6 separate regions of the Mus musculus genome follow, and regions 1, 2, 3, 4 and 5 are each linked to region 6. The links are chromatin contacts, called in public HiChIP or PLAC-seq and promoter capture Hi-C maps. All regions are on one chromosome and are shown on one strand. The core of a region is the stretch at or near the end of the contact, and the rest is flanking DNA. Distances in the headings are between cores, read along the strand shown. Region 1 holds the start of Zmym4 (zinc finger, MYM-type 4). Region 2 overlaps Zmym4 (zinc finger, MYM-type 4). Region 3 holds the start of Zmym1 (zinc finger, MYM domain containing 1). Region 4 has its middle 16 kb from the start of Sfpq. Region 5 overlaps Zmym4 (zinc finger, MYM-type 4). Region 6 holds the start of 5730409E04Rik (RIKEN cDNA 5730409E04Rik gene).

What was found. Promoter capture Hi-C pulls out the DNA fragments that hold promoters and counts their contacts. HiChIP or PLAC-seq counts read pairs in DNA pulled down with a chosen protein or histone mark.
Region 1: a promoter capture Hi-C map of embryonic stem cells shows a contact between it and region 6, with 2.8 times the contacts expected there. The contact joins the promoter of Zmym4 here to the promoter of 5730409E04Rik in region 6. A contact is called at or near these places in 11 of 39 promoter capture datasets (the 3T3-L1 cell line, the C10 cell line, embryonic stem cells and 4 more), 8 of 484 Hi-C or Micro-C datasets (CD4 T cells, the G1E-ER4 cell line, embryonic stem cells and 3 more), 8 of 115 datasets of contacts at active chromatin or transcription factors (bone marrow-derived macrophages, embryonic forebrain, embryonic stem cells and 3 more) and 5 of 9 other capture datasets (adipose tissue, embryonic stem cells, liver and 2 more).
Region 2: a contact with region 6 is called in an H3K27ac HiChIP or PLAC-seq map of embryonic stem cells, with 3 times the contacts expected there. The contact joins the enhancer-like site here to the promoter of 5730409E04Rik in region 6. A contact is called at or near these places in 20 of 39 promoter capture datasets (the 3T3-L1 cell line, 3T3-L1-derived adipocytes, the C10 cell line and 13 more), 1 of 15 datasets of contacts at CTCF or cohesin (stem cell-derived epiblast-like cells), 9 of 484 Hi-C or Micro-C datasets (the C2C12 cell line, the G1E-ER4 cell line, bone marrow-derived macrophages and 3 more), 18 of 115 datasets of contacts at active chromatin or transcription factors (T-cell acute lymphoblastic leukemia, bone marrow-derived macrophages, cardiomyocytes and 12 more) and 4 of 9 other capture datasets (adipose tissue, embryonic stem cells, liver and 1 more).
Region 3: a contact with region 6 is called in a FOXA1 HiChIP or PLAC-seq map of pancreatic cancer cells. The contact joins the promoter of Zmym1 here to the promoter of 5730409E04Rik in region 6. A contact is called at or near these places in 1 of 484 Hi-C or Micro-C datasets (embryonic stem cells), 1 of 115 datasets of contacts at active chromatin or transcription factors (pancreatic cancer cells) and 1 of 9 other capture datasets (embryonic stem cells).
Region 4: an H3K27ac HiChIP or PLAC-seq map of embryonic stem cells shows a contact between it and region 6, with 2.4 times the contacts expected there. The contact joins the enhancer-like site here to the promoter of 5730409E04Rik in region 6. A contact is called at or near these places in 2 of 15 datasets of contacts at CTCF or cohesin (embryonic stem cells and large pre-B cells), 7 of 484 Hi-C or Micro-C datasets (the G1E-ER4 cell line, the HL-1 cell line and embryonic stem cells), 7 of 115 datasets of contacts at active chromatin or transcription factors (bone marrow-derived macrophages, embryonic midbrain, embryonic stem cells and 2 more) and 1 of 9 other capture datasets (adipose tissue).
Region 5: an H3K27ac HiChIP or PLAC-seq map of embryonic stem cells shows a contact between it and region 6, with 2.8 times the contacts expected there. The contact joins the enhancer-like site here to the promoter of 5730409E04Rik in region 6. A contact is called at or near these places in 8 of 39 promoter capture datasets (embryonic stem cells, frontonasal cranial neural crest, hematopoietic stem and progenitor cells and 4 more), 1 of 484 Hi-C or Micro-C datasets (nephron progenitors), 2 of 115 datasets of contacts at active chromatin or transcription factors (embryonic midbrain and embryonic stem cells) and 1 of 9 other capture datasets (embryonic stem cells).

The regions. Positions count from the first base shown.
Region 1 is chr4:126,966,593-126,969,524 of GRCm38.p6, reverse strand. Zmym4 (zinc finger, MYM-type 4) reads left to right here and starts at 1,298. Exons shown (of 30, transcript NM_001114399.2): 1 at 1,298-1,709. The coding sequence starts at 1,671.
Region 2 is chr4:126,867,711-126,870,410 of GRCm38.p6, reverse strand. It overlaps Zmym4 (zinc finger, MYM-type 4), which reads left to right. Exons shown (of 30, transcript NM_001114399.2): 27 at 117-228; 28 at 1,446-1,694. It also overlaps a transcript of AU040320 not described here. Among named protein-coding and RNA genes, the nearest start is that of Gm25604, 7.9 kb to the right of the region's middle. Within about 2 kb of position 1,425, at least 6 of the 459 cell types and tissues checked have an H3K27ac peak or open chromatin away from gene starts, as enhancers often do. A contact at or near this core is called in embryonic stem cells, where this site is marked.
Region 3 is chr4:127,059,750-127,062,449 of GRCm38.p6, reverse strand. It overlaps Zmym1 (zinc finger, MYM domain containing 1), which reads left to right and starts at 1,296. Exons shown (of 8, transcript NM_026670.5): 1 at 1,296-1,454.
Region 4 is chr4:127,003,803-127,006,552 of GRCm38.p6, reverse strand. No RefSeq gene overlaps it. Among named protein-coding and RNA genes, the nearest start is that of Sfpq, 16 kb to the left of the region's middle. Within about 2 kb of position 1,257, at least 68 of the 459 cell types and tissues checked have an H3K27ac peak or open chromatin away from gene starts, as enhancers often do. A contact at or near this core is called in embryonic stem cells, where this site is marked.
Region 5 is chr4:126,941,650-126,944,394 of GRCm38.p6, reverse strand. The region is part of intron 2 of Zmym4 (zinc finger, MYM-type 4); the gene reads left to right. Among named protein-coding and RNA genes, the nearest start is that of Zmym4, 25 kb to the left of the region's middle. Within about 2 kb of position 1,399, at least 7 of the 459 cell types and tissues checked have an H3K27ac peak or open chromatin away from gene starts, as enhancers often do. A contact at or near this core is called in embryonic stem cells, where this site is marked.
Region 6 is chr4:126,608,393-126,611,272 of GRCm38.p6, reverse strand. It overlaps 5730409E04Rik (RIKEN cDNA 5730409E04Rik gene), which reads right to left and starts at 1,419. Exons shown (of 2, transcript NM_001145950.1): 1 at 1,261-1,419.

The DNA.
Region 1 (2,932 bases), core at 49-2,548, 360 kb before region 6:
TCAGCCATTTCAGTGTTCAGCCAATGTTCCTGGGTTCAAAGAGCTACTGACTTACACACAGAAGTACAGCTGTAGAGCAACTTTCACCCTGTGAGCAGAGGAGCTCTGGGTCCCCTTGTATTGCCATGGAGAATAACAACTCTTCAGAGACTTAAACATTTTTTTTAATTAGTTCTTTGGGGATTTCCTAGTATACCAGCAGTCCAAGCACTTGGTCAAGGCAGGAAGACCAGCAGTTTCAGGCCACTCTGGGTTACATAGCAACCTAGCTCCAACCAACCCAACTCCAACCAATCCAACTCCAACCAACCCAACTCCAACCAACCTAAACTAATTTCCTTGTATTTTTTACTATATGTCTGTCTGTTGTGCCTATGTCTTCATTAAGAATCCAAGAGGGGACTTCAGCTCTCATTATCTTTGGCTTCGTTGTGCTTCAGGGAAGATAGTGCCTACCCTTGGATTTCCTGCCTTGACAGTTCAAGCTCCTATTCTTTAAGTCAGACCCTCAAATTCCTTCAGTGGAGGCAAATGATGGCACACAGCAGTTGCAGGTCATCACCATGAAACTTCTCAGGAGAGCAGCCATGTTCTTGAACTATCAAGACTCTTGACATTTTATGTTCTTTTGCCTTGACGACAGTTTTGTGTGTTCAGAATCCTGGAGGAATGCAATTCCAGACTGTGTTCTAGCTCCTCACCAGCCACTCGATATCTTGAGGTAAATTAATTTATTTCAAATGACCATACTGGCAATGTTAACTTTGAAAGCAATGGAGTAGATGGTTTCTAAGATCCTTTTTCATTTTAGTATTCTAATGGCAAGCAGGTATTGAGGAAATTGTCTTCAGTTATTGGTTCTGCCTTCAACACTACCAGTGGATCTGGTTTTAAGGTTGGAAGTTGTTCCTTGAGAGTCGACGCCCTTTACTTGACAAGCTGTTGGTTTCTCCTTCAGATAACAGTCTTGTTTTCTTCTTGGTTGGGATTCTTCATGTTCATAGGGTCACTGAGAACTTTGGCTCATCAGGGTTCTCTCCTTTTGGCAATATCTCTGTAGTCAGGTGTAGGGTGGTGATGTGAACCCCTCACTGACATTTCACCAGATAGTCCTTCCATTAAGATCTTTCATTCTGACATCATCCCTTCGTCATGGTCCCTTTAAGGGAGCGGCCATAGTTGAGTGGTGGGAGCAGCTGCTGGCAGCAAAGAGACTAACAGGATTAGGCCTAGCCTGGGCCACTCACCGCGCACGCTCAGGACCGGGGGCTTGGTGGGAAAGGGAGGAGGGGCTTGTGGCGCGCCTGCGCATCAGGGGCGCGCGCAAGGGGCTGGTTTGGAGATCCCTTTAAGAAAACCACTGGCGGAGGAATTTCTCTGAGAGAAAATAATCCTCCTCACGGGGCCCCTTGGAGGCCATTAACCCCCCGAGTCCCGGCCCCCCTGCCCCGGCAGGCCCTTGCGCCCACGCGCCCGCCCGTGGGACCCCAGGAGCTGCGGCTAAGCGCGCGGGCCTCCGCCCCCCTCGTCACTCCCGCGCCAGGCCCGGCGGGGGCCGAGGGGGACCGAACCGCAGCGGGTGAAGCGCCGGTGTCTGCAGTGTGGGCGGGGGCCGAGAGGGGCCGCGGCCGCCGCGCCGGGAGCCGCCGCGGTTCCGAGCGGGGCCCAACATGGCGGAGCGGGAGGTGGAGACCGGCCCCCGAAAGAGGGTAGGTGAGGTGAGGCCGCGGGCCGTCTGCGGGCTGCGGGCTGCGGGCAGGCGGGCGGGCGGGCGGGCGGGGGGCGGGGCGCGGCCGGCCCCGAGCAGCCCGGAGCTCACGGGTGGCGCGGTGGTCGACGGCCGGAGGGAGGGGCGGCCCGAGGCGGCACCGGGGTCCCCTCGGCAGGTGGGACAAAGCTCGGTGGCCGGCGGGGAGGGGGAGGGGCGGGGGCCGTGGTCCGCTTGGCTCCCCTCCCTTTGCCGGCGTGTGGGTGGTGGTGCGTATTCGGGGGGGGGGGGAGCCTGGGAGACGCAAGGTGTCAGACTCCGCTTCTGCATCCTCGAGGAAAAGGGAGTCTATGGAAGTTTCTCTGGGGAGAGGTCAGGTGGGGGTAGAGGTGGCGGGAAGAAGTCGTGGAGGATTGGTCGTTTCCTGAGGAGTAACCGGGAGGGTGCTGCGGGAACCCCGGAGCCAATTCATCTTCCTGCCTCCACTCCCCTCCCCCTTGACCGTTATCAAGCCCCAAAGTGGACATGGTGCTCTCTTCACCTTAGAAGAAGTGGGGTTGTCGTCTTGAAGTTGGGGGAATGTGTTCTGATAGCCACGGATGTGTTATAGTCTAGCATTCTTTACCTGCAGTTAGTAACGTGGAAGAGTGACAAGTTTTGTCCTTAGGATGTACCCAGCCAGCCTTGCCTGCCCTAGGTAAAGCCTTGTCTACACAGGAGTTGTAAGCCGTTTAAAAGTTTGTCTTGAAACTTTTTTTATTTTTAATTTAGTTGTGATTCATTTTCTTCAGATGGAGAACAATACTATCCACTGAGTAATGTTTTTCAAGGCTTTTTTTTTAAACTTCCCCTCACCCAGCATGTTAAGCATCAAGTTTGTTAAGTTTCCTATCAGGAGTTTTCCTTTTGGAAATGGTCTCCAAATGATGAGTTAGTTGTTAAACCAAGCTGCTTAAAACATGAATCTTAACCAAAAATGCTTTTTCATTCAGCATAAATGTCTATTCAAAGATGCATACTGTTAACATCCTGAGTGCTGACTGTGTGCCTGACATTGCACGAAGTGCTTTGTGAAGAGTTCAACCTCACAGTAACTATGCAGCCCATTTGTGGCTGAAATGTAGATTTATTTCCTATCTTACATAATTAAGTTTGCAAAGTCCAGAGTTTTGATCCGAGATTTGAAAACAGGTTTGCAAATGCTTGTGTTGGTTGCATTTAAGG
Region 2 (2,700 bases), core at 176-2,675, 260 kb before region 6:
TGTGCAGGGCAGACAGGAGTAGAAAAGGCAGATGTAAGGGACAAAACCATTTCTTAGATGTGTTCTAAACTTGAACTTTCTTTACACCAGTATGTGTTCTTTCTTTTATTTTTTAGTACCTATTTGAAAATGGTAGAATAGATAACATTTTTACGGAGCCCTATTCCAGATTTATGATTGAACTTACCAAACTCTTGAAAATATGGGAACCTACAATACTTCCTAATGGTAAGGGTATTATTTTTAATTATTTTATGATATACTTGTATAAATTGATTTTTTTAAAAGTATTTCATATATTGCAATATAATCTGTTTTGATGTAATACAGTTCAGCTTTTAAGGAGAAAATCTTAGATTTATTGTTGAGCATTTTAGTAAAATGCAACTGTCAACAGTGTATGAGACTAATATACAACTCAAAACATACTCAATTATTGTTGTATTTGTAGGAATGTTTTATCTGGTAGTATCATGGAACCTACATACTGGTCACTACGGATCAACTCAGATGCGTTCCATGCACAGATGATCTTTTCAGAATGCTGGTGATCTGTGCTTGTTTTATCGTTGAATTTTTAACCAATGTTGTTAGAAAAGTCTGTGGTTCACCCCAGCTCTCAGGCTGCGACTGGAGAAGTGAGGGCGATAGCCATGACTGTGCCCTTCTCTTGAGCTCTGGAGAACCTTTGGAGCATTCTGAGCCACACACTGTTTGAGAGAAGGCTGGCAACATATATTTGGAAGTAATAAAGTCATGTTTAGGGATGATCTCCAAGAATAGAATACAGAAGCAGCAACAGAGAAGATAAAAAGAGAGCATTGGGTTAGACCTGAATGAGGGACATGAAGAATCCTCTCCAAGGAGCAGGGCAGTTTGTTAAGACCTTGACCTTTTCAATACAGATCCTAGTTAGTCCCGAGGTGCATAGGACTGTTAGTTCAAGTTAGGAATGAGAGGGAGGGCGGGAGAGTCCATCTTGCTAAAAGGTAAGCGTGATGGTCTGGGCAGTAGCTGCTTCATTTCCCATGGACCAAAGCTGACTTCGTCCTGGTTCTGTAGTCTGAGCTTTAAAAAAAAAAAAGGTTTTTAATTATTTATTTATTTACATCCTAATCCCATCTCCCTCCTCTCCTCCCTTTCACTTCCCCATCTTCGTATTTTTAAATGGTTAGAAACTTGAAAGAAAAATATTTTGTGATATGAAAATTGCATGAATTCAAATATCTATAAATAAGCCTTATTGTTGAGAGAAAGTGGCCTTCTTGGGAAAGATAAAAGAGTACAGGGTAGAGCTGGGCCGTCCCGTTGGAGTGCTGTTCTTCCTGGTGCTGCTTCTGTTTGCTGCATAGAGAAGAGGTGGGAGAGCAGTCAGCGCCTTACTGTGCTCCGCTTGTACAAGTGGAGATTACATGGCTCTCTTTGTTCTTCTCCGCCCTGTCTAGGTTACATGTTCTCCCGCATTGAAGAAGAGCATCTGTGGGAGTGCAAACAGCTGGGCGCTTACTCGCCCATTGTCCTGTTAAACACCCTCCTTTTTTTCAATACCAAATACTTCCAACTAAGGAATGTTACTGAGCACTTGAAGCTGTCCTTTGCCCACGTGATGCGCCGGACCAGGACTCTGAAGTACAGCACCAAGATGACGTACCTGAGGTTCTTCCCGCCTTTACAGAAGCCGGAGTCAGAGCCAGGTGTGCTGTTGGTAGATGAGGTTTCTGTTTGAAGTGCAAAGATGGTTATCACTGAAGGTCATGGAGGGCACACTGAAACTTCTTTAACGTTTTAATATTTTTCTGTTTCTGAGTATGTTACAAGCTCTCAAAATAGGAGACTTTTTGGTTCATTTTAATTTTATTAACTTAAGTTAGAAATGCTGACTTAATTGTATAGTGCCGGGATGGCGAGATGGTTCAGAGGTTCAGAGCACTGTCTGCTCTTCCAGAGGTCCTGAGTTCAAATCCCAACAACCACATGGTAGCTCACAACCATCTGTAATGAGATCTGGTACCCTCTTATGGTGTGTAGGCATACGTGCAGACAGAACATTGTATATATAATAAATAAATAAAAATTTTTAAAAATATTGTGTAGTGTTTCCCCCTCCCCACCCCCCGATTTAGTTGGGTAGATTCCCAAATAATCTACATTTAAAACTTACCAGAGTATTTAAATCTGTAACCATGGTGATAAGCTCACTATTTCCAGCTATCAGTCAACAATTAACAGTTAAAAGAAACATGCTTAGCTTTAATCTATTGGACTTTTTGTTTTTTACAGGAGCATCTTGATTTGGTTAGCATCTTTTAGTCAGTTCTAAAATTCTGAAATAACTCAGAAGCCGACCTAAAGTAGGCCGTTATTAGTACTGTAGACCTGGGTCAGTAGTAGCAGCTTCAGTAAGTGGATTATGGTCATGTATTTCAGAAAGAGACTAAATGACTCCATGTCTTCAGTATCTGAAAAATCCTGCTATTCTAGAACTAAAAATTAAACTTTTGGTTTATGTTTGGTTTTGTTTGTTTGTTTGTTTGTTTTGTTTTTTTCCAGACAGGGTTTCTCTGTGTAGCCCTGGCTGTCCTGGAACTCTGTAGACCAGGCTGGCCTTGAACTCAGAAATCCGCCTGCTTCCCAAGTGCTGGGATTAAAGGCGTGCGCCACCACCACCCAGCGGTTTTGGTTTTTTTAAAACCTTACTAT
Region 3 (2,700 bases), core at 47-2,546, 450 kb before region 6:
AAGGAAGGAAGGAAGGAAGGAAGGAAGGAAGAGGTGAGAGCCAGTCTTGGAGGGCAGAGAATCTCTGAATTTGAGGCCAGCCTGGTCTATAGAGTGAGTTCCAGGACAACCAGGGATACACAGAGAAACAGTGTCTCAAAAAAAAAAAAAGAAAAGAAAAGAAAGGAAGGAAGGAAGGAAAGAGAGAGAGAGAGAGAGAGAGAGAGAGAGAGAGAGAGAAAGAAAGAAAGAAAGAAAGAAAGAAAGAAAGAAAGAAAGAAAGAAAGAAAGAGAGAGAAAAGATAGATGGAAGTTATGGTCAAAGACAAGATGAATAGATCATTAAACTTTATATTTTTCTTTACTATTAAGACTTAGAAGCCGGGCGTGGTGGCACACGCCTTTAATCCTAGCACTCCGGAGGCAGAGGCAGGTGGATTTCTGAGTTCGAGGCCAGCCTGGTCTACAAAGTGAGTTCCAAGACAGTCAAGGCTATAGAGAAACCCTATCTCGAAAAACCAAAAAAAAAAAACAAAAAAACTTAGAAATAATCAAAATGATCTGCTCCCTCCTTAATTCTTTAGCTATACCCATCTGTCCCTACTTTTTCATTCCTCTTTTTCTGAGACTATTTACAACCATGTTTTTAAAGTTGTAACTCAACATCTGAGTCACTAATGTTGCATTAGCCCTTAATTTTATTTATGTATGCATGTATGTATTTATTGTGTTTATGTGCACATTGCGGAGGTCAAGGAGCAATTTGCAGGTATCTGTTCTCTTCTTCCACTAAATGGATTCCAGTGACAGAACCCTGCTAGTCAGACTTTGCGGTAAACTCCTTAATAGGCTCTGTCATCTCGTTGCTCTGTCTCAATCCCCCAGCTTTTGTTGTTCCGTTTGTAAAATAAGGTTGGTTTTGAATTTTTAACCACACACCTTCATCTTACAGGCCTGTGCCCCCTCACTCCTGCCTTTAAGGACCCAAATATGCCCATGTGATGACATATTCCCTTAATACCAGAACTAGGGAGGCAGAGTCAGGAGAACCTCTCTAAGTTCAAGACCAGCTTGGTCTGCATAGTGAGTTCCGGGACAGTCAGGGGTACATAAGTGAGACCCTGTCTTAAAACAAAAAAAAACAAAAAACAAAACAAAACAAAAAACGAAAAACGGGCAGCTAAGGTGACATTAAGGATAGCCTAAAACTAAACCCCCCTGACCCGCCCCGTCAACCTCTCCTGCTTAGTCCATCCCCCGCCTCCGCGCCCCAGGCGGACCGCGGTGCGCATGCTCAGCCGCAAAGGCCTCCGGGAGAGGGGCGGAGCCGGCGGGGTTGTTTGCACGGCAAAATGCGAGTGGGCGCTTCCCGCCGCTGAGTTGGAGACAGATCAGCCATCCTCGTGGAGCCGCTCAGGCCCGCTTTTCCAGAGAGAGGCGGCATTTCTCCCGTCCTGAGGAGGGTGACGCGACAGGTAGGAAGACCACAGTGTCAGGAGAGTCGTGCCCCCGGCCTCCAGGCTTCTTAGCGTCCTGGCCTCTGTGCGGTGACTGAGCTTGGTGCGTTTGGTCTCTTGCGGCTTCTTTCTGTAACTGCCTTCCGTTACACCTGTGGCTCTCTTTCCATTAAGCAGTGTATTTTTCAGACATAAACAGATTGGGTGTGTTGGCCCTTGCCTTTAATCCCATCACACGAGTGGCAGGGGGTTCTCTGAGTTCGAAGCCAGGCTGTTCTATAAAGTCTGTTCTAGGCCAATCAGTGCTACTTAATGAGACCTGGATTCAAAAAACAAAAACATCGGGCTGGAGAGAGATAGAAGCAAATAGTTTTATCTGTAGAGTTCTGTGAGTGAAATTTGCAGGTTAGCGCTGGCGGTGGCTGCCCATTTTTCTAATCCTGGCAGGGAGGCAGAGGCCATTGGATCTCTTAGTCTACAGTGCTAGTTAGAGGACCTTGAACATTGTTACTTGTTACATTGTTACTTCCAAATATTTCCAAGGAACTTTTCTTTTTTTAAGATTTATTATATGTAAGTACACTGTAGCTGTCCTTAGATACTCCATAAGAGGGCATCAGATTTCGTTATGGATGGTTGTGAGCCACCATGTGGTTGCTGGGATTTGAACTCAGGACCTTTGGAAGAGCAGTCGGCGCTCTTAACCACTGAGCCATCTCGCCAGCCCCCCAAGTAACATATTTGGACTGTGGTTCATTGCTGGTAACTCATACCAATAGTAAGAGATTACTGTACATTTGTTTGTTTGTTTGTTTGTTTGTTTGTTTTGGCTCTGGGGATGGTTGAAACTGGCTATCATGTTGCTCACAGTTACCTTGAACTCCTGATCTTTCTTCCTCTGACTTCCAAGCTCTCCTATTTTGGGATTTTTTTTTTTTTTTTTTTGAAATGTAAGGAGACTCTGTGAAGAAGAAAAGGGCAAGTGAGATGGCTCAGAGGGTAAAGATTCTTGCCCCCAAATCCGATAACCTGTTTGATCGCCAGGCCCTACATGGTATGAGGAGAGAATGAACTACCATAGGTTGTCTTGATATGTGTGTTTCTACCACCCCGAAACAAATAAATAAATGCAACTTAAAATTCCTATGTTGAGAACCCGGAAAAATGGCTTGGTGAGTAAAGGTGTTTGCAGTCAAGCCTGCCAGCCTGAGATTAATGGCCAAGACTGACTTCTCCACACATGCCATGCATCATGAGTACAGTC
Region 4 (2,750 bases), core at 8-2,507, 400 kb before region 6:
CTCTTCTGGTGTGTCTGAAAACAGCTACAGAGTACTTATGTAAAATAAAAAAATTCAAACCCTAAGTTATGAGTCTCACTTTATATTTTTTATGTCAATCATGTGTATATGTGCATGTCTGTGTGCTGGTGTGTAGGTATTTGCATGTGAATGTCGGTGCCTGAGGAGATGGAGTTCCAGGGAGTTTTTCCCATGCTTGACCCTGGTGCTGGGGAATCATCAGGAAGAACAAATACATGCTCTTAACCCATGAGCCATCCCCAGCCTAACTTCACTTTCTCCAACACTAAGACTGAAGCTAGGTCCTCCTACATGCTGGGCAACTGTTGTGCCTTCTATATAGCCTCTGCCTTCTTTTTACTTCTTGAGACGGACGCACTAAGCCCTGGTTGGGCATGAACTCATCCTGTAGCCAAAGTGTGACTTTGAATTTTAACAGTCTTTCCGAAGGTGCGATAATTAAAGGACCGACTGTTCTTCCTTCCGTTTGTTTCCCTCACCTCACAACAATGGCGACCGTAAGTAACTCCCTCACAGCGTTATTGTGAAGGCTAGACGCTAATAGTTTTAGGAAAGGCTGTGGTCCCCAGGCCTAGGGAATTTTAGGTACTCAACAGATGAGTTCTAAATGCAGCATCTCCCTTCTCTTGGCGCTCATACTAATAAAGAAATGAGAAGACAGATTCAGAATCGGTTTTTCCATCATCTGAAAAATGCTCACGCACGAAGACTCCGGGTAAGTATAAGTCCTGTTGTTGCCTGTGTTCAAGGCAAGGCAGTGTTAGCTGAAGAGAGCATCTAAATGAGTTACTCTGGGGTTGCATTAAGCCTCTCTGTTGTTCCAGCATAATGGATGACTTACACAATGTAATCTTTAGAGTTAGTTGTTCCAGGCAAATTACTCAGGTGAGTGACCGTGGGCAGGCGTTTCTTCCCGAACCCCACACTCTTTCACGGCCTGGATTAATTGCATCTCTTTCCTCGCCAGCATCTTTGCGAATCCCTCCCACAGACCCAGGCTGCCCACCGGCCTCAGGATTGATGGCGGACAGCAGGGAGGGGCCGAGTACAAAAAGAGGGGGTTGAATTATTCTAAACAAACACAAATCTAAGAGGGCAGAGGTAAAAGAAGACCGAGGAGGGAAAGAAAGAGTGTTAAGTGGGTTTTCCGGAAAAGATCCCCAAAGAGGTTTGGCTTGCAGCCCCGCGAGCCAACCTCCGCCCCTCCCCCAAGCCTTCTTCCCAGTGCTGAATTTTAGAGCGAGTGAGCCACGTGCTGGCTGCCTGCTCAGCGCCCTAGGGGAGAGGATTCGAGCGAGCTGGAGGATCTGCCTGCTCAGGCTGCTTTGCACAATTGGCCACAGTGCTTTGGTAAGAGCTGATTCCTCTAGGTGCTCATGTCCTGAAACTCTGAGCAGCGTCTTTGTAAAACCAGACTGAATACAAGCACATCACCTATCCCTTTGGGGTCACAGTTTCTACTCTGCCGGTTCCCTCCCTCATCAGGGACCAGAAGCAAGTGGCCTCTCTTCTATCTTTTCTTGCAATCCCTCTCTTTAAAGGAAATTACCACAGTCGCATAAATCTGTAACTTTTGATCCTAGATAAACTGTGGGGAGAAGCGTACCTGGCTGTTGCCAGGTAACTGGGATGGAGCTTAGACAGAATGCTAACACAAAATCATTGTAAGGGTCCTTGATTCCCTAAACAATGACACCCCAGACTCAAATAAAGGCAGCAAAGAGTGTTTTATTCTGCTGAAGTCCAGCATGCTGGGGTCTCTCCATTACCAAGATAGAGAAACAACCAAGTGAGCTTGCAGACCTGATTTAAAGCACATTAGAGGGTTCTGTGATAGTGGACCTTTATGTTAATCGGCTGGGTCATTTCTGTAGACATTCCATTACCAGGTTGTGGGGGCTGGAAACTTGCTGGAGAGGTCTGGAAACTGTTGCTGAGGAAGCAGCTGAGGAAGTCTGGAAACTGCTGCTGACCCATTGTCCTTGCCTCAGGCTAGGTGGTGGGGCAGCTTCTGAGGCCTGGACTTGCCTGGAATTGTCCAGTTCTTGAAAACAGCGATTTAGGCAGAGTCTCCTTAATTGTCAATTTGAAACCTGTCGTGGAATCAGCCTGGCCCTTCTCACCTTTAAATCTAAAACAGTAATACTTCTAATCTTTTACTTGATGTTTTAACCAATTCCATAAAAAAAATTCCTTTGGGCTGTTCTCTATCTTCTCAAGGAATTGCCTATACCCGATTTCTTTAAAACAAAACAAAACAAAACATCCTGGGCTGGAGAGATGACTCAGTGGTTAAGAGCACTGACTGCTCTTCCAGAGGTCCTGAGTTCAATTCCCAGCAACCACTTGGTGGCTCCCCACCATCTGCAATGGGATCAGATGCCCTCTTCTGGTGTGTATGAAGATAGTGACAGTATATATATATTTTATATATATATAAAATCTTTAAAAAATACCAAAAAAAAACAAACAAAGCAGACAAAGATGTCTTATGAATAATTACAAACTTTTTTTTGACATTAGTTTCAAATCTAGAGCCTCACTAATGCTAGGTAAAATGCTGAGTTAATAGCTACACACGTGTGCATGCGTACACACACACACACATTTAAATTATATGCATACATTTAGATTTGTTTATTTTATGTGTATGAGTATTTGCATATATATACATACATACATACACACACACATATATATATATATACACACACACACAGATACACAGA
Region 5 (2,745 bases), core at 150-2,649, 330 kb before region 6:
GTTCTTAAAATTGAGCTATGCTAGCTGGGCATGGTGGTGCACTCCTTTAATCCTAGTACTTAGGAGGCAGAGGTAGGCAGATCTTTGTGAGTTTGAGGCCAAGCTGGTCTACAAATGATTCCAGGACAAGCACCCTGTCTTGTTTTTGTTTGTTTGTTTGTTTTTGTTTTTTGGTTTTTCGAGACAGGGTTTCTCTGTATAGCCCTGGATGTCCTGGAACTTACTTTGTATACCAGGCTAGCCTTGAACTCAGAAACTCAGAACTGCTTGCCTCTGCCTCCCAAGTGCTGGGATTAAAGGTGTGTGCCACCACGCTCGGCTACCCTGTCTTGTAAAACAGAAAAACATAAGAAAGAGAGAGAGAGAGAGAGAGAGAGAGAGAGAGAGAGAGAGAGAGAGAGAGAGAGAGAAAGAAAGAAAGAAAATAAATTGAGGTGATCTATTAAATATTGACACTGTGTCAACAACTACAGAAACTGATAATGGTTAATACTTATGTACCACTAGTGAATAAATGTCTATTCACCCCAGATAGAGAACTGGTGATAGTCTGCAAATGGATACCACCAGTCTTAACTTAGAGCATGAATTTTCCTTTCTGTCTGTCTGTCCATCCATCCATCCATCCATCCATCACCTAACAAATGAATTGTCTTCTTCCCTCCCTCCCTCCCTCCCTCCCTCCCTCTCTCCCTCCCTCCCTCCCTTTTCAGCAGAAATGGTATTCTCAACATCCTACCCCAGCGTGGGTGACACTCAAGGTCACCTGGAGCTCACTTCAGTGCTTGTAAGCAAGCCCCTCAGTAGGTAGAAAGTTTGTTTTGTTTTGTTTCCAGGCAGCCTGGCTAGTTTCTGTTTTTTCTTTTTTGGTTTTTCGAGACAGGGCTTCTCTGTGTAGCCCTGGCTGTCCTGCAGCTCACTCTGTAGACCAGGCTGGCCTCGAACTCAGAAATCTGCCTGCCTCTGCCTCCTGAGTGCTGGGATTAAAGGCATGCGCCACCACTGCCCAGCAAGAGTAGTTCTTATGCTTACCGTGAGGTAGAGAGTAGGGGTCTAGTATATCTGATGTGTTTTAGGGATTTGATGAAGCTCCTGAATTGTTAACTTCCCCAGTACAGAGACTCCATTTAGAACATCTTGAGTCTTCACTTCTCTGTAGAGACCAGAGAGATGTTCTCTAATTAAAATATCCTGTGCCTCTCATCTCCATGGGTAACTAAATTCCAGTGCACCCTCCCCACCCACCTCTGTAATTCAAACAGTGAGACTGAATGTTTTAGGACATTGTTATACAATAACACTCTTTAAAATATTTCATAGTAAGCTGAGCAGTGGTGGTGCACACTTTTAATCCTAGCAGGTCACCATGAGTGCAAGCAAGGTCAGCAGCCTGGTTTACAGAGTGAATTCTAGTATAGCCAAGGTTATACAGAGAAACTCTGTCTCAAAAAAACAAAAGGCACTGGGCGGTGGTGGGGCACGCCTTTAATCCCAGCACTTGGGAGGCAGAGGCAGGCAGATTTCTGAGTTCGAGGCCAGCCTGGTCTACAGAGTGAGTTCCAGGACAACCAGGACTGCACAGAGAAAACCTGTCTCGAAAAACCAAACAACAACAACAACAAACAAAAGGCAAACAAACAAAACAAAAAAAAACTTCTTAGTAACTTAATTTTATTTCTGTTCAGTAACTTATTCAAGTCAGTTTCTTTAAAAGTGTATTTTTTATTTTACTACTACTACTACTACTACTACTACTACTACTACTAGTACTGCTATTGCTACTGCTACTACTACTACTACTACTACTACTACTACTACTACTACTACTACTACTTTTGAGATTAATTATTTCTACATAGTCCTGGGTGTCTGGAAGTCACTGTATATACTGGGCTGGCCTCAAACTCATAGAGATCCATCTGTCTCTACATACTGTATGTGTATGGGACATATGCATCCCATACTGTATGTGTTTGGGATGTATGCATTGTGAATATAGGTGACCAGAGAGGTCAGATACTTAGATCCTCTGTAGTTACAGACTGTGTGAGCCACCTGACTTAGGTACTAGGAACTAAACCCTGGACCTGTGCAAATGCACTTAACCACTGAGACATTGCTTAGTTCCTTTAACCACTGAGACATGCTTAGTTCCTTTTAGTTCTTTGGTTTTGCAAGTTGAATTCTTTGCAATTCAGAAATAGGTGTAAATGCTAGGTCAGTGTTTGGGATGCTGAAGCAGGAGGACTATAAGTTATAAAGGTCTGCCTGTACTACATAGTGTGCTGCAGTCCGACTAGAACTGTAGTATGAGTAAACTATCTCAAAAAAAAAAAAAAAACCAAACAAACTTGGGGCTTAAGAGATGGCTCAGCTCTTGAAAGTCCTTGATATTTCCCAGAGGAGTTGGGTTTGGTTTCCAGCACCCTCTCCGGCATCTATGAATATGCACAGCACACATATGTACACATAGGCAAACAACCTGTAAACATATAATTGAGGAGATAAATGCTTTTGATTTTTCAAGATATGTTTTTTCCATGTAGCACTGTCTGACTTGGAACTTTCTCTGTAGACCAGGCTAGCCTCAAACTCACAGATCGGCCTGCCTCTGTCTCCCAAGTGCTGGGATTATAGGCATGAGCCAGCACTACCTGGCTAGAAACTTTTTTTTTTTTTTTTTTTTTTTTTTTGGTGACAGGGTTTCTCTGTATAGCCCTGGCTGTCCTGGAACTCACTCTGTAG
Region 6 (2,880 bases), core at 170-2,669:
GCCCACCTCACTGTCCACATTTTGACAAACTCTCCTTTGGCCCTGGTCATTTTGACCTGGGTGATTGCCACAGCCTTTCCACTGACCCTCGTTCAATTAAAAATATAAATTTAGGAGCTGGAGATATGGCTCAGCAGTTAAGAGCACTGGTTGCTCTTCCAGAGGACCCATGTTCCCAAGTCAGATGGTTTACAACTGTAGGCATCGCTGGCTTCACACCAGCCCCCACCCCCCAGCCTCTCTGTTCACCCACATGCATGCATGCATACATACACATGCACACACACAGATATGCTAATATTTTTTTTTAAAAAAGATGTCCTGTTAAATAACAAATAATACTTGTAAAAGGAACATATGTCTACATCTATACAGATGTATAGATATAGACAGGTATATTTCATAAGTCCACAGAAAACCACAAACATTTCCATGATGTCTCATAACAGTAGCAAAATTACAGTTATGAAATAGGAACAAAAGCTAAGTGGTGGCGGCGCACGCCTTTAATCTCAGCGCTTGGGAGGCAGAGGCAGGCGGATCTCATGAGATTGAGACCACCCTGGTCTACAGAGCGAGTTCCAGGATAGCAAGAGCTACACAGAGAAACCCTGTCTGGAAAACTCAGAAATCCACCTGCTTCTGCCTTCCGAGTGCTGGGATCAAAGGCGTGCGCCACCATGCCCGGCTACTGACCACATTTGTATGACTTGAAGAACTGAGGCCTCGTGAGTGAGACATACTATTAAGTCAATCAAGCAGCTACTAAGAAGGTTCCCCTATAGGGTGGCAGCGACCCTCCCCACACCCAGCAATGGGCAGAAGTCATGAAGAGAGACTGAGGTTGGGACAGATGTTTCACTCCTTTGGCTTGTGAGAAAAGGCCTGAAGACACCACCACCACCACCACCACCACCACCACCACCACCACCACCACCACCACCACCACCACCCCACCCCTCCAACTCTCTTTCCCTCTCCCTCTCTTAAAATTTGTCCTAAATCTGGCCACAAAGGAAGCTGGGGTGGGGCGGGGCTAAGGATCCAGGTTCAAAAAGTCAGTGAAATGAGTGCAGACATCCTAAGATCAGGATTTTCCCAAGTTAACCCACAGTATGGGGGCATGGGAGCGGCTGTAGCACGGGGATTGGCGGACTTGGCAGTGGTCCGAGCTCTGCGACCCTAATCTCTGCAGAGGCAGCTCCCTAACCCGCTTTCCGGCGGCTGGGCCCCAAGCCCTCCATCAGGGCCCGGACTCACGGCCTAGAGGCGCCCGCTCCTGCGGGGCTTGCTACGGTCCCTCGGGTCCTGCTCGCTGCAGGGTGGGGGATTCCTGGACCTGCGCGTGCACGCGTGGTGACGCGGCTGCTTGGTCCAGGCACAGCGGCCCTAGCCCCAGCCCGGGCTGCGGAGTCCAGCAGCGTCTGCGCGGCTGGGCGGAGCGGTCTGACCCACGTGGGCCGGTTCGGTTCTCCGCGCAGGAACTGCCTCCTCCCGCAGCTTGACCCGAGAGCCTTGTAGGTCCGGTGTCATCTCCTAACCACCCTGGCGAGGCGCCACGGATCCATTGGTTCTCCTTGCTGCAGACATGGCGACGAAATGCCTCCTTCCTGGGTTTCCCAGGGGCTCGGCAATTGGCGAGGCCGTGGTGCGGGTCTGGACCCGCTGTGGTCCTTTCTGTGCTCCAGCTCGGCACCTTTTCTGCCGAGAATTTTCAGTTCATCCCCACTTACTCTATTTTAGGATCTTTGAGCACCTTTCTGGCTTCTAGATCTGTTTTTTACTTATTATTTATTTATTATATGTAAGTACACTGTAGCTGTCTTCAGACACTCCAGAAGAGGACATCAGATCTCATTACGGGTGGTTGTGAGCCACCATGTGGTTGCTGGGATTTGAACTTTGGACCTTCGGAAGAGCAGTCGGGTGCTCTTACCCACTGAGCCATCTCACCAGCCCCTAGATCTGTTTTTTAAAAAGACCCCTTCACTGTACTGTACCTATTTGATTAAATGCTATGAGGATTTTATTGTTTGTTGTTTTGAAACAGAGACTCATTATGTAGCCCTGGCTACCCTGGAAAGCACTATGTAGACCAGGCTGGTTTCCAGTTGCACAGGGAGATCTGCCTGCTTCTGCCTCCCAAGTGCTGGGATTAAAGGCATGTCCCATCACCACCAGCCAGCTTTCTTTAAGATTTTATTTTTTATTTATGTATATGTGTTTCTCCCTCTCCTCCCCCCCCCCCATTTCTCTCTCTGTGTATATAACTAAGAAGGAGCCCCATTCCAGGTAAGTCACAGTTCAAACTATGGCTGCAGCAATCATATTTCCTGTCAAGTGGAAGAAGCCAAGTCTATGTACTAGGAGAAAAAATGATACTGACACACAGGAGCTCAAAGACAAATGGCTGACTAACATCCCAGCTTCTGCTTCCTGGGTTTCTAGTTTTGATGCCTTCCCATGAAGTTCATATCTTGCCATACCCAACCTGAGTGGAATTTATCTCACTGATAATCAAAAGATTCTTGAATTAATACACTAACACAATGAGGTACCCCTGGATTCTGATCATTCACTGCTACTGTGTAGCTGTTTGCTGTAAACTGAAGAGGGGGGCAGACGTGAGATTCGGAAGATTCTAGAAGGCCCTCTTCAAGGTAGTGGGTGATGTAAGGGGTTGCTGGGACAACAGAGACTCTTCAGTGACACTGCCTGCTAGTTGTGTTGGGAGCTCCAGGGATGCAGATTTTCTGAGTGGCCACCCAGCTGGACTCAGGTGCCTTTGACCTAGCTGCCGTTGAGCTAGCGATGGCACTGTGAGTGAGCCCCAACCCTTAAGCAACCCCGGTCAACTCATTGGTTCACCAAGCTAGACTT